Regions from separate parts of the Triticum aestivum genome. Here region 1 is linked to region 2. A link is a contact called in public Hi-C data. All regions are on one chromosome and are shown on one strand. The core of a region is the stretch at or near the end of the contact, and the rest is flanking DNA. Distances in the headings are between cores, read along the strand shown.

Region 1 (2,705 bases), core at 60-2,559, 290 kb after region 2:
TAATGAGAAGTATATGCACACGACAGATCAAAATAATTTTCTGTACATTAGCGGTCAAAGATTTAAAAGTTTGACTTGCTGCGTTCGAAAACGACATCTAAAAAGGTGATGTTCAAAACAAAAGGGGCATGCTCGTACAGTATGTTACGGCATGAGCCACACGTCGCGGCATACCTACTATTGTTAAATATTTGATTATCATGTTTACGCGCTCAAACAACGGCTAACATATAACTGAATAAAGAGAATAGTAGTCCAGGAATATCTACTGTCCAACGAATAACTAAATGGTAGAACCTCAGGATTATAACCTACTGCCAAAGGACTTGGTACTGGTATGTGTTATCAAGTGCAACATTGGCACCTTCAGAGCACAAACCTTGAAGAACAGGAACAGTGAATCCCACACTAGCAAAAACAACATGTCTATCTAGCTAGATTAATCGCGCAAACCGTGCAATGCAGCACAAATGAAAACAGGACATGGTATTAAAATTACCACCTAAATCAATCAACAGGTAACTGAAAAGAAAGAGCAGGATAACATGGATGGATCGAGGGAGGGGGGCACTACCGTCTCCCTGATCTTGTCCCCCTGGAGGCCCTGGAGGATGCAGAGGAAGCGCTCGATGAGGAGCGCGTCGTACTCCACCAGCTTGTCGTCCTCCGAGAGCTTCTTGGGCGCCAGCATCCGCAGCTGCGCGTCGATGGAGGTCGCCTTGTCCGCCGCATTGCGCGCCATTTCCCCCAACGAGAAAACCCTCTTCCCCCCTTTGTCGCCGTCAGTCCCTGCAACAGCAGCCACAGATCAAACAAACCCCAGAAACCATCAGCAGGCAGGCGATCAAATCTCGCCCTCAATCGCGGCGCAAAGACGATGAGTAAATCCTGACGCCGCCACCTCGCCCTAGCCACGGCGGCCGATTTCAGGAAAGGACGAGCCTTTTCCCCCCAAATACCATCCGAACCAAGTTCCGATCATCGAACCCCCGCAAAAATAAATGAGATTGGCCGCACAATCCAACAGCCGGCCACAGATTCCTAGGCGAAATCGGAGCGGAACCCCGGCCGCATCGTCGGAACGGAGACCGAGAAGAGGAAAGGCGCCTCCCTTGTACCTTTTTCTGATCAACCTGACGCAAAACGCAGCTTAATTCTTGATGAGAAGGGGGTTCTTGAGGCGAGGCAGTGTCTCGTGTGTGTGTGGGTGGCTATTTATAGTAGGTCGCCTGTGCACTGGCTAGACTTGATAGACTCGGATGGAGAGGCCTCCAGCCCGGCCAGCTCGTCCGCTTCTGCCTCCCTCCGAGGTGTCACGCTACAACTCCTCCTGCTTCTTGGCCGGGTGCGATACGGACGCACGCCACTACCTGAAAGTTGCTCGCTTTTTTTTGCCCTTTTTTGCGTGGAAGTTAATCACTTAGTTAGAATGCTGCAAAACGTGGGAGATTAATGAGGGTGTGAATTCCGGAAGGTTCTTAATTCGTCTGGACTTGGGTTTGGAGAAGGTGGCGGCTGCAGGGAGTCCTGTAAAAATGATTACAGTCGCCTTTCATTTATTTTTACTGGATGGATGTGGCTCGGACACAGGGAGTTCGCCTCACTGGACAAGATACCAATTGCTTGAACTGTCCGCTTAACTTCCTGCCGCCAAATATAGGCAGAAGGGATATGCTAGAATATTCTATATATTCCGAATCACACTCAAAAGAGAAGCTATAGCCTGCAATCAATTAATCTACTACTTCCTCCTTTCGAAATTACTCTTCTAGATGTATTTTTGTTGTAGATACGTCCATTTTTATCTATTTTTGTGGCACATAATTCCGAACAGAGGGAGTATGTAATACTAACCCATTACCATTTGCTACTGCACTAACAAGTCAGGTACCGCATGTTTATTATCCTCTAGAAAGAGGAAACTTTTCATAAAACATTTGCATTTAGGGTTGAGAGAAGGAGAGGGATATGAATTTGGTATATATACAATGCAAGTACCACAAACTAGGACATGTATAAAGAAGATGGGGCATCTAGCACATTTGCCATGCCACTCCGACGGGCGACCCCCCCCCCCCCCACACACCACCCTCATGACCTCCCTCTCCTCGCCGCCCCTAGAGGTTGATGTCATATGAAGCGCCATAGCTGCCGATGAAGGGAGCGGCGGGACTCCTAGTAGTGGACAAAGTCAGGCGGTCTTTGGAGGGGCAGTGGTCACCTGCAGGAGTTTCGGCAGAGGCGCGAGGCAAGGTTGTGACGTGATGTCTAGTCACAACGGACAGTCGAGGTCAATGGCGGTCGTTGTGGCGTGATGGAGATGGTGCATGGCAGTTGTTCGGTGACAACAACCGGCGGCATGGCGGGTCTCAGCTGACCTCATGCCCAGAACCCCTCAGCTACCGGTGGCTCAAGTCAACCATCACGTGTTGGTGTGAGGGGTTGTTGTGGGGCAGGTAGCGACACATTAAGGATTTGTCTAGTGTTCGGGAGCCATATCTATATCTAGCACCAGTTATCACTTGTGACCAATGTGTTGGGTTGTCGTATCGCATCCATTATGGGATTTTGGCGTCACGTGTGTGACATCGAGTGTTTTGTGACTCTGTGGTTGGCTCTTGTCATACCTGGGTTGACTGCTTTTTGCGGGCATGGTTATCATTCACGTGGCAATGCCCATGTTAGGATCATGTTCATCATCATCA
Region 2 (2,986 bases), core at 45-2,544:
TGAAGAAATCGCCCGGGGGGGGGGGGGGGGGGGGGCGTGTTGGGGGCTCGGCTGGAGATGCCCTAACCTGCTGAGCTAGTGCATTCTTGGCAACGGTATGGATGGATGGTGAGTTGGATGATATGCTCACCGTGTGGTTATTGGACAGGGAATAAAGTATGGGAGCAAAGAATATTACATTTTTGTACCACCAATCCGCGATGAAGTTGCTTTGTATAGTGGCACGCCACAGGAACAACAGCATATTGTTCCGTTCGGACGTCGGGTGCCACTCAGATGGCTACTCGGTATGTCCTAAATTCAAGATTATTTGAGAGCGATCGTTGTATCAGTATCTGTTGGCGATTTTTTCAGCAAAGTGTACTTTATTTACAGAGACAGAAACAAGAAGATATAATCATAAGTAAAACCCATCCATATGATGATCGCGTGGATCACATTACGGAGCAGCCTCCGGGGTTCTCGTCGCTGAAGTAATCGGTGGCCCTGGTGCCGCCGACGACGGCGGAGTTGGCGCCGTAGAGGCGCGAGTCGTCGTAGCCGTGCTTGTAGTAGTTGTACGAGGATGTGGGCCCGGAGGCGTGGGTCGCGTACATCTGGGCCCCACCCGGGTGGTACTGGTGCTGCTGCGCGAGGAGGTTGACGGCGCCGCCGGCGCCCGCGCCGGCGATGAACGGGGTCGGCCACAGCACCGCGCGCTTTCCCGTCCTCCTCACCGTCTTGAGCACCTTCTTCTGGTCCACGTCCCCGTTCACCGTCACCTTCTGCATCTCCATGTCGATCTCCACCGCGTCCACTCCTGTAAACCGGGCCAGATCAGATCACTGTCATCTGAATGCGTTCAGCACATATCTATCCATGATCTCAGATAGAAAGCTAGTGGGTACGTACCTTCTAACCTCTCGACTGCCTTCCTTATCTTCTTCTCGCACCCGGCGCAACACATATGCACGCACATCTCCACGATCTGGCAGGTGATGGACCAAGGCAGCATCATCAGACACAAAATGGCCAAATGATAAACCAGTAATACTTTCCCTAGATCCCAAACCACTCGTGAGAGGGGAGATTGGCTTACTTACCGTCATGTTGCTTGGCAAGCTCTGTGTTCGGTCCCTCGACGGCTTGGGGAGTTCTTCGACGTTCGGGTGAACCCGTGAGACGTTGACAAATGTACTAGAGTTGCGTGTCAACTGTCAACTGCCAAGTTGCGTATCCGTTGTTCCACTATATATGCACGCGCTCCGTCCGCATGTGGTGTACCCGTGAAGCATGGGCACGGCGGTCGAGCTGCGAGGTCGGCAGGGAGAGAGGGGCATAGACTTGACTTGTGACGAACTATTTCACGTGCAAACTGCACCGACCACTCCGTTCTCCCTCCACATTACGCGCTATAGAAAACGCCATTCGAAGCTGGCGGAGTGGGAGCCGCAAGCAACGCCGCACTGGCGTGTGGTATCCCGAGGCTCTCCTCTCGGTGCCGCGTTTCGTCCGAGTGAAGAACGGCGGGAAAGGGGGCGGGCCGCGTGATCCGCAGGCCTGATTGATTGGCCGCTCAGCAATTCAGCTAACGCCCCCTGGATCGACGGCATGCGGAGGCATCACGTCTCCCTAGTGAGAGCTGTGGCTCGGTGGCTGCCGCCGACGGCGGTGGATACTGTCCCCAAGTGCCAACGACAGGAAAGTTTGGGTCCTTTCAAAAACAGAAAGGCTGGACCGTTGACTCCGTTGGATGTCAAAGTAGTACTCCGTCAAAGATTTTAGGGAGCTCCTATTTGCCGCATGCTGCGGCAAATAGTCCAGAGCTTTCGCACAAGGCTGTCGCTGGCTGGGCCTGCCCACCGACATCTACTGTACAAGTCGCTACTATTGTGATCTTTTTTTCCTAGTTTGTTTTCAGTAAGTTTTTATATTGTAAAAAGCAAACATCTTTTATTTGTAATTTCCAAAGAAAATTTCCAATAACCAAACATTTTCTCAAAATTCCGAAAACAAATAAAAAATATGATTTTAAAGAACGCAATTTCTCTAAAATAAATAAAAATTGTGAACACATTTTACAAACATGAATTGTGTTTAAAACTCAAAACAATTTTTGAGAACGCAATAATTTCTCTAAACCCCAATTTTTTCTAAAATATTGTAAACATTTTTTCAAAGTTTTAAACATTTCATAATTTTCGAACAAGTTTATGAAATACTGAACATTTATTTAAATTCCAAAACATTTTGGAAAACGCGATTTTTTAAAAAAAATTCTACCACTTAATTAAATTTGTGAACAAATTTTCAAAACTTCATATTTATTAAATTACGAACAAAATTCGAAAGCAAGATAAATGAAACGAAAAATGAAACTAAAATTAGAGAGGATTAGAAAAGAAATAAGAACAAAAAACTAGAACTTAACCGAACCAAACCTTCTAGAAGTCTCTTAAAACCGGAAAACCAAAACTGGAACGTTCCCAAAACAGTAAACCAATATTTGCTAATTGGGCTGGCCCATCTCCTGCTTGGGTGCTCCTTTCTTGTGCGTTTGGTCGACAATTCGCCGCGGCAAGCGACAAATAGGAAACACCAAGTTTTTATGCATGTCCTGTCTGAAAAAATACTATGAATCAAACGATGGAATTGGACTTAGTTAAGTTTTTTTAGATGGGCCTCACTTAGGTTTTATGGCTGGGAGAATAGTGGGCAAATTGCCTCTGAAGCGATTGTGTGGGCAAGCCCATGTAGGATTTAGTCACTTCTAAGGGCCTGTTCGGCAATCCACTGCTCCCTGAAATTCAAGGATCTGCAGAGCACCTGTTCCCCCGCTCAGCACTTTTCACCTTTAGCTCCGTCAGCTCCGGGAGCGAGAGCGTGGAGTCGGAGGGATGCCGAACAAGCCTTAAAAAACTGAAAATTTTACAATGAAGAAAAAGTATGTGTTTGAAAAGATATTCACAAAATTTAACAATGATCATGAATTTTAAATTTCTTGAAT

Evidence for each region. A called contact is a pair of places that touch in the nucleus more often than the background predicts.
Region 1: a contact with region 2 is called in a Hi-C map of leaf, with 2.9 times the contacts expected there. The contact joins the promoter of LOC123070833 here to the promoter of LOC123065685 in region 2. A contact is called at or near these places in 3 of 5 Hi-C or Micro-C datasets (leaf and an unstated tissue).

The regions. Positions count from the first base shown.
Region 1 is chr3B:548,156,808-548,159,512 of IWGSC CS RefSeq v2.1, forward strand. LOC123070833 (phosphoenolpyruvate carboxylase, housekeeping isozyme) reads right to left here and starts at 1,310. Exons shown (of 11, transcript XM_044494198.1): 1 at 1,119-1,310; 2 at 575-789. The coding sequence starts at 742.
Region 2 is chr3B:547,870,212-547,873,197 of IWGSC CS RefSeq v2.1, forward strand. It overlaps LOC123065685 (heavy metal-associated isoprenylated plant protein 28), which reads right to left and starts at 1,295. Exons shown (of 3, transcript XM_044488924.1): 1 at 1,083-1,295; 2 at 892-967; 3 at 381-799. The coding sequence starts at 1,088. The coding sequence ends at 435.